Linked DNA regions of Mus musculus: region 1 is linked to region 2. A link is a contact called in public HiChIP or PLAC-seq data. All regions are on one chromosome and are shown on one strand. Each heading gives the region's core, a stretch centred on a gene start, on an enhancer-like site or on the middle of the called end of the contact. The rest is flanking DNA. Distances are from core to core; before and after follow the strand shown.

What was found. HiChIP or PLAC-seq counts read pairs in DNA pulled down with a chosen protein or histone mark.
Region 1: a contact with region 2 is called in a FOXA1 HiChIP or PLAC-seq map of pancreatic cancer cells. The contact joins two enhancer-like sites. A contact is called at or near these places in 2 of 39 promoter capture datasets (erythroid cells and pre-B cells) and 1 of 115 datasets of contacts at active chromatin or transcription factors (pancreatic cancer cells).

Annotation. Positions count from the first base shown.
Region 1 is chr9:58,213,315-58,216,014 of GRCm38.p6, reverse strand. No RefSeq gene overlaps it. Among named protein-coding and RNA genes, the nearest start is that of Mir6385, 6.5 kb to the left of the region's middle. Within about 2 kb of position 1,319, at least 73 of the 459 cell types and tissues checked have an H3K27ac peak or open chromatin away from gene starts, as enhancers often do. A contact at or near this core is called in pancreatic cancer cells, where this site is marked.
Region 2 is chr9:57,426,798-57,429,497 of GRCm38.p6, reverse strand. The region is part of intron 3 of Ppcdc (phosphopantothenoylcysteine decarboxylase); the gene reads left to right. Among named protein-coding and RNA genes, the nearest start is that of Ppcdc, 12 kb to the left of the region's middle. Within about 2 kb of position 1,382, at least 111 of the 459 cell types and tissues checked have an H3K27ac peak or open chromatin away from gene starts, as enhancers often do. A contact at or near this core is called in pancreatic cancer cells, where this site is marked.

The DNA.
Region 1 (2,700 bases), core at 70-2,569, 790 kb before region 2:
CCAGGCATGGCTTTAGTAATGGAGGAATCCCCGAAGCTACTGAGGAACTGCTCACGTGGCACCCCAAGGCATGCTCTATCCCTTTCTGGAACCATCTTTTAGAAGCATCTCGAAGGCCCTCTGCTGCAGCTCCCCAGGGGGGCCAAGTCCACCAATCATGGGAACGACTGAGCCATGCACAGTTCTAAGGGCAAGAGCCCAGGACATCAGGTGTGTTCTTGGTTCAGTCTCCCAGCTGTCATACTAGGACTTAGCCACCAATGTCAAGTAGCTGCAACCCCTCCTCTCAGCTACACCGTTTCCTTACACCTTGGTTGCCTTCTTCCTATCAGTGAACACAGGGACCAGCAAAGCCAATATCTTGCAGGAGGTCAGCTCTCTTGCCTATGCAGGCAGAAGTAGAATTGACCCCAGAGGGAGCCCATGCCTAGGCCACTGCACCAGGTGTCTGGCCTTGAACTTGGGCGGAAGTTTCCTGTCTCCTTTCAGTGTCATCCTGATTGCCCAGTCTTGGGTGATGGGAAATGAAGGCCCCTGAAGCTCCCGTCTCCCTCAGCCTGGTACCACTACTGCTCAAGCTTATCCTAATTTCTTTTTAAATTTTAGGGCAGTGTCTCTCTACCTCTTTTTGTCATATTACTGCCACCCCCTAAGGAATCTTTTAAGGTAATTTTGTCCTATTTTCACATTCCTCCAACTTATGTGCTAATACCAGTTATGACAGGCCTTCTCTGGTACTTTTTCGATTTGCGACCTCTAAAAAGAGTGTTTTCTTTCATCCACAGCTGCTTGGACAGTGAGAACTCAGAGGCATGATTTCTGTAAGGTTGTCAGCTGCCTGCCAGGGATCAGTTTCCCTCTCCTGGGGGGTGGGGGTGCTGCCTTTGCTGAGGATGTACAGTTTCTGGAGAGACCCCATCTCCAGTTACAGTGCAAGTCGGAGCTGGTCATGGAGTGCTGTAGGGATGGGTATATGTGGAGAGCAATGACAGAAGATATGGGTGAGATCTGTGAGGACACGCCCCTTAGAGTATCGGAGGCCTAGTACAAGGAGGGCCAAGCCTGAGGCTAGGACTAGAGAATGGTAGGCAGGACCGTCATTAGCATTTGTCTCTGAACCCAGATGTCAGCTCCAGATCCACTGGGCTTAAATGAAAAAGATGCCTGTGGAGAGAAGGATCTAGAATTTCCACTCACTCTTCCCATCATACACACACACACACACACACACAAACCCAGGAAGTTTGAAAGTCCCTATCTAACCATAAAACATGTTTGTTGTCAAGTGAGGGGAAAAAATTCCTTCAGTCTTGGCTCAGGGAACTTCCTTAAACTCAGCTCAAAGGAATTCTGTCCTGGACCAGAGGGCAATGCGATTCATACATATTATAAATATCCTCAACTTGATAGCCAGATTGATTGCAAAAACCAGCTAGCTCACCGCAGAAAATTTCCGAAGAGCCAGCCAGTAAGACCAGGGGGGAAAAAGCGTTGTTTGCCTGATTATCTAAAACTGCACTCATATGCAAATTAAGGATGATAATAAATATTATATAATTCCTAAGAATTAAGCAAATACTAACCTTTAGCAATCAGCTAAAGAACACAATGAGAATCCACTTCTCAATAGAGAAGCCTGTGTGCTGACCGCCCCCCCAGAACAGGCTTTAGTCCCCCAATACCCTCCACTCTCTCATCCCCCACTTCTCTCCTTATTGTCCCCTCTTGCTGGATTCCATTCAGAATTTAGGTTCTGTCCCACCTTCCCAAGCTTCCTCGACAATGTCCTTTGCCTTAATGGGGTCACCACCTTGGTGGCAGGCTGGAGGGATTTATAGCAGCCCCCCCCCTCCCTCTGGCCCCCGCCTGGCTGGTAGACAGACATCTGCAGGAAGGTCACTTTCTCACAGTGCTGCAGACTTGTGGGTTGGATAGAGCCCCACCCCCTTACACACATCAGAGCAAATAAATACATCAAGTTTGCAGCTGGGTCTGGAGATAAGGAGGGAGGGAGATGAGGCACGAGAGCTCACACGATGGCTACACAGGAGCTTCCAGCCCTTTGCTGTCTTTCCAGCAAAGCTTATTTGGGGAGTTTGAAAATGGGTAGTGCCTGGGGGCGGGTTGTCTCTTGGGGAAGGGACTAGGCTGAGGGACTCTCCTCAGCTTGGATTTTTTCGGGACTGACATGAGGAAAGAGTGACTTTATCTGTTCAGGTGAAAAGATAGGAGGAATACTTAGCACAGGAGGGGAAACTGAGTCCAAAAAGGGAGAGAGGTTTTTTTCCCAAAGCTTCACAGGAGTTCAGCAGGGCTTTCAACCTATGAAGCCCTAATCTTCCCTAATGGTGGGCCATGCTTAGCCGACCCCAGGGTAAAACCACTGGGACTGACCTTGCCTGGCTGCAGAACTGGGCTGGTCTGTAACACACCCGTTCTCATCCAGGAAGCCTTTCCTTCATATCACATATCGTTCTCCCAGGCAGCAGCCTGACCGGAGTGCTCCTCTGTGAGGTCCAACGCTGGAGACCCCTCTAGATCTCCAGTGGGAGAGTTTAGCTGGTTTTCCTGGTAGATGTGGTCATGGCTCCAGTTCTGATGCCCCTGAACTCTGGAGGGGGGAAGTGGGGACCTTAAGAAAAGGCTACCAGTCACCCTTTCAGAGGCAGCCTCCCTTACCCCTGGAGAGACCTCATCTGC
Region 2 (2,700 bases), core at 133-2,632:
GTTGTCTCACCACAGGATAAGCACAAGGCAGACGGGGTTTGGGTGCTGTTCCCCATACTCGAAGGCATTAGAATACTTGGCCACAGTTGGTGGTGCTGTTTGGGCAATTTAGGAGGTGTGGTCTTGCTGGAGGAAATATGTCACTGGGGCAGGCTTTGAGAATTCAAAGATCCCTCTCATTCTCCATTTGTTACCTCTGGTTCTTGCTTGTGATTTAAGATGTGAGCTCTCAGTTTGTTCCTCCTGCTGCTATGCCTGCTGGCTGCTCCTCTATAGTAATGATGAGGGACTCTTACCAGCTGGAGGAACCAGCAGCCCCAATAAACCCTTCCTTCTCTAAGTAGCTTTGGTCATAGTGGTCTATCACAGCCATAGATTAAGTAACTGATGCAGGGGGTATTTCCTCTTTCAAGTCCTTTGCTCCTGTGGGAACGTTATCACATGCAGGCGAGAGACTCCCCTCTCTGCCTGTGCGGAGACTTCAAAACAGTGCACAGAGCTGGTTCCATTATTACCATGAGTTCTTACTGGTTAATGTTTTGAGTTCATGGTTCTCTACTAGAGCAGCCATGTCTCTAGGGACCCCTGAACAATGTGCAGAGACAAGTCTTGGTTACTAGTAGAGAGCAGGGATGGAGGCCATGGGATTGTCTCACACTATGACTGTGAAGTATATCTACATAGGTTTCTTTGTTCTCTGCCATAGCCTGGACCAGACTAGGGCCCTAAAGTAGAGGCATCACTGAGAATTCTGTTTCCATTGCCCTCTCCCTCCCCCATCTTTCCAGAGACCCAGATTCCAGATTCAGCAGAGAAAAGGAAACCAGCCTCGTGAACTGGTTTCAGGAAGGAATCTCTATAAATGCTAGACACAATGCAGACAGCTTATGCAATCATGTCTGGCCAGGCTTCAGTCACATCGCACAAAGAAGTACCAGTTAAAAATACTTGATACAAAACCTAATCTTCAGAGGGATCTCGGTAGGGGACCAAGCACAGAGCTGACTCTCGGGAGTTATGCAGTGTGGGGGAGATTTAATGCACAGCTCTATTCCACCAGGACCCACAGGATTTCAGAGAAAGCATGGGGGGGGGGGGGTTCTGCCTTCAGGACGTTTTCTGCCCTGCCAGAACGCCTTAGCATTTATTGCCTGATGTGAATGAATGAATGAATAGTATATAGTGTGGTGTGGTGTGTGTGTGTGTGTGTGTGTGTGTACATGCACAAGTGTGCACGTGTGTGTGCATGTGTGCATGTGCTGATCCAGGACCCCCCCAACCCTTGGCACTCAGGACCTTTTTGCTAAGTGAATGAAGGTGAAAGAACAAACCCGACAGGGCTGATGAGTCAGATCAAATGGCATCTCTTTAAAACCAGAGAAACTAGCCTGGGCTTGCCTGTTAGCACTGGGGGTGGGGAAGGGCATAGGGAAGCCCTGCCTATCAGATATACGCCACATTACTCCTTAGGTGAATACATTCCCCCCAGGAGGTTCCCTAGCAGCGAGGCTGTATACCTTGGGAGGGTAGCCAGAGTGTGGACTGGCTAAGAAGTAGTGCAAAAATCTTGAAGGAAAGATCTCAAGTAGAGTTGTTGCTTAGGGTAGGAGCCCTAAAGGATGATCCAGGTCATCTGTGGATCCAGGCTGACCAGGAGATCCTCTGGAGGTGGCATGTTTGTGGAAAGGCAACGTGAAGGCACTGGGGTATTGAAGGATGTTTGGAGAGGAAAGCAAGTGAGGCGCCAGAGGAAGCCAGGACCCCCTAAGCAAGAACAGTACCAATTTGGGATGATTCCGAGCTAGCCCTAGGTAGAGTCTTTCCTTACAGCTGGCAGAGGCTTTTGAGATTAGAGTGGAGTCCTTTGATCTTCAGAGAGTAGCTTTCCAAGGAGGCTTACAGCGGAGAAAGTATAGACCCAGTGTTCACAGATGACTGGGAAGTTCTTAGAAACGGAGGGCGAAAATCCCTTACTGCAGTGTGTTAAGTCTGGGCTGCATGAAACCTTGTCTTAACAACCACAAAGCAGGTGGCGTGTGCCTTTATTCTCCACACTCATGAGACAGAGGCAGGTGAATCTCTGTGATTTCCAGGTCAGCCAGGACTGCATAGTCAGAATGCCTTATTAAAAAAAGAAAAGAGAAGAAAAGAAACGTGAGTTCTGTAGGGCTCACTGGGATCAGGCATGGTAGGACCAATTTTGTTGTTGGTGGTGGTTTTTTTTTTTTTTTTTTTTTTTTTTTTTTTTTTTTTTTGAGACAGGGTTTCTCTGTGCAGCCCTGGCTGTCCTGGAACTCACTCTGTAGACCAGGCTGGCCTTGAACTCAGAAATCCGCCTGCCTCTGCCTCCCAAGTGCTGGGATTAAAGGCGTGCACCACCACGCCCAGCTGGTAGGACCAATTTTATTCATATGTGTGCATATGACTTCAGAAGCTAGAGAAGAGCATCAGATCCCATAGAGCTGGAGTTACAGACCAGTTGTGAACTGCCGTGTGGATGCTTGGAAGCTGAACCTGGGTGCTCTGGCACAGCAGCAAGCCATCTCTTCAGCCCTTAAGCCATAACTTAGACTTGAGACTGTAATTTTGGCTTTAGGTGTTAGGTAAGCACTCGATCTCTTAGCTGAATCTCCTAGCCCTAGAGGAGATCTTTAATGGATATCTTCCTAGACCCCTGGAGATGTTTGTCAGGCTGTTTGT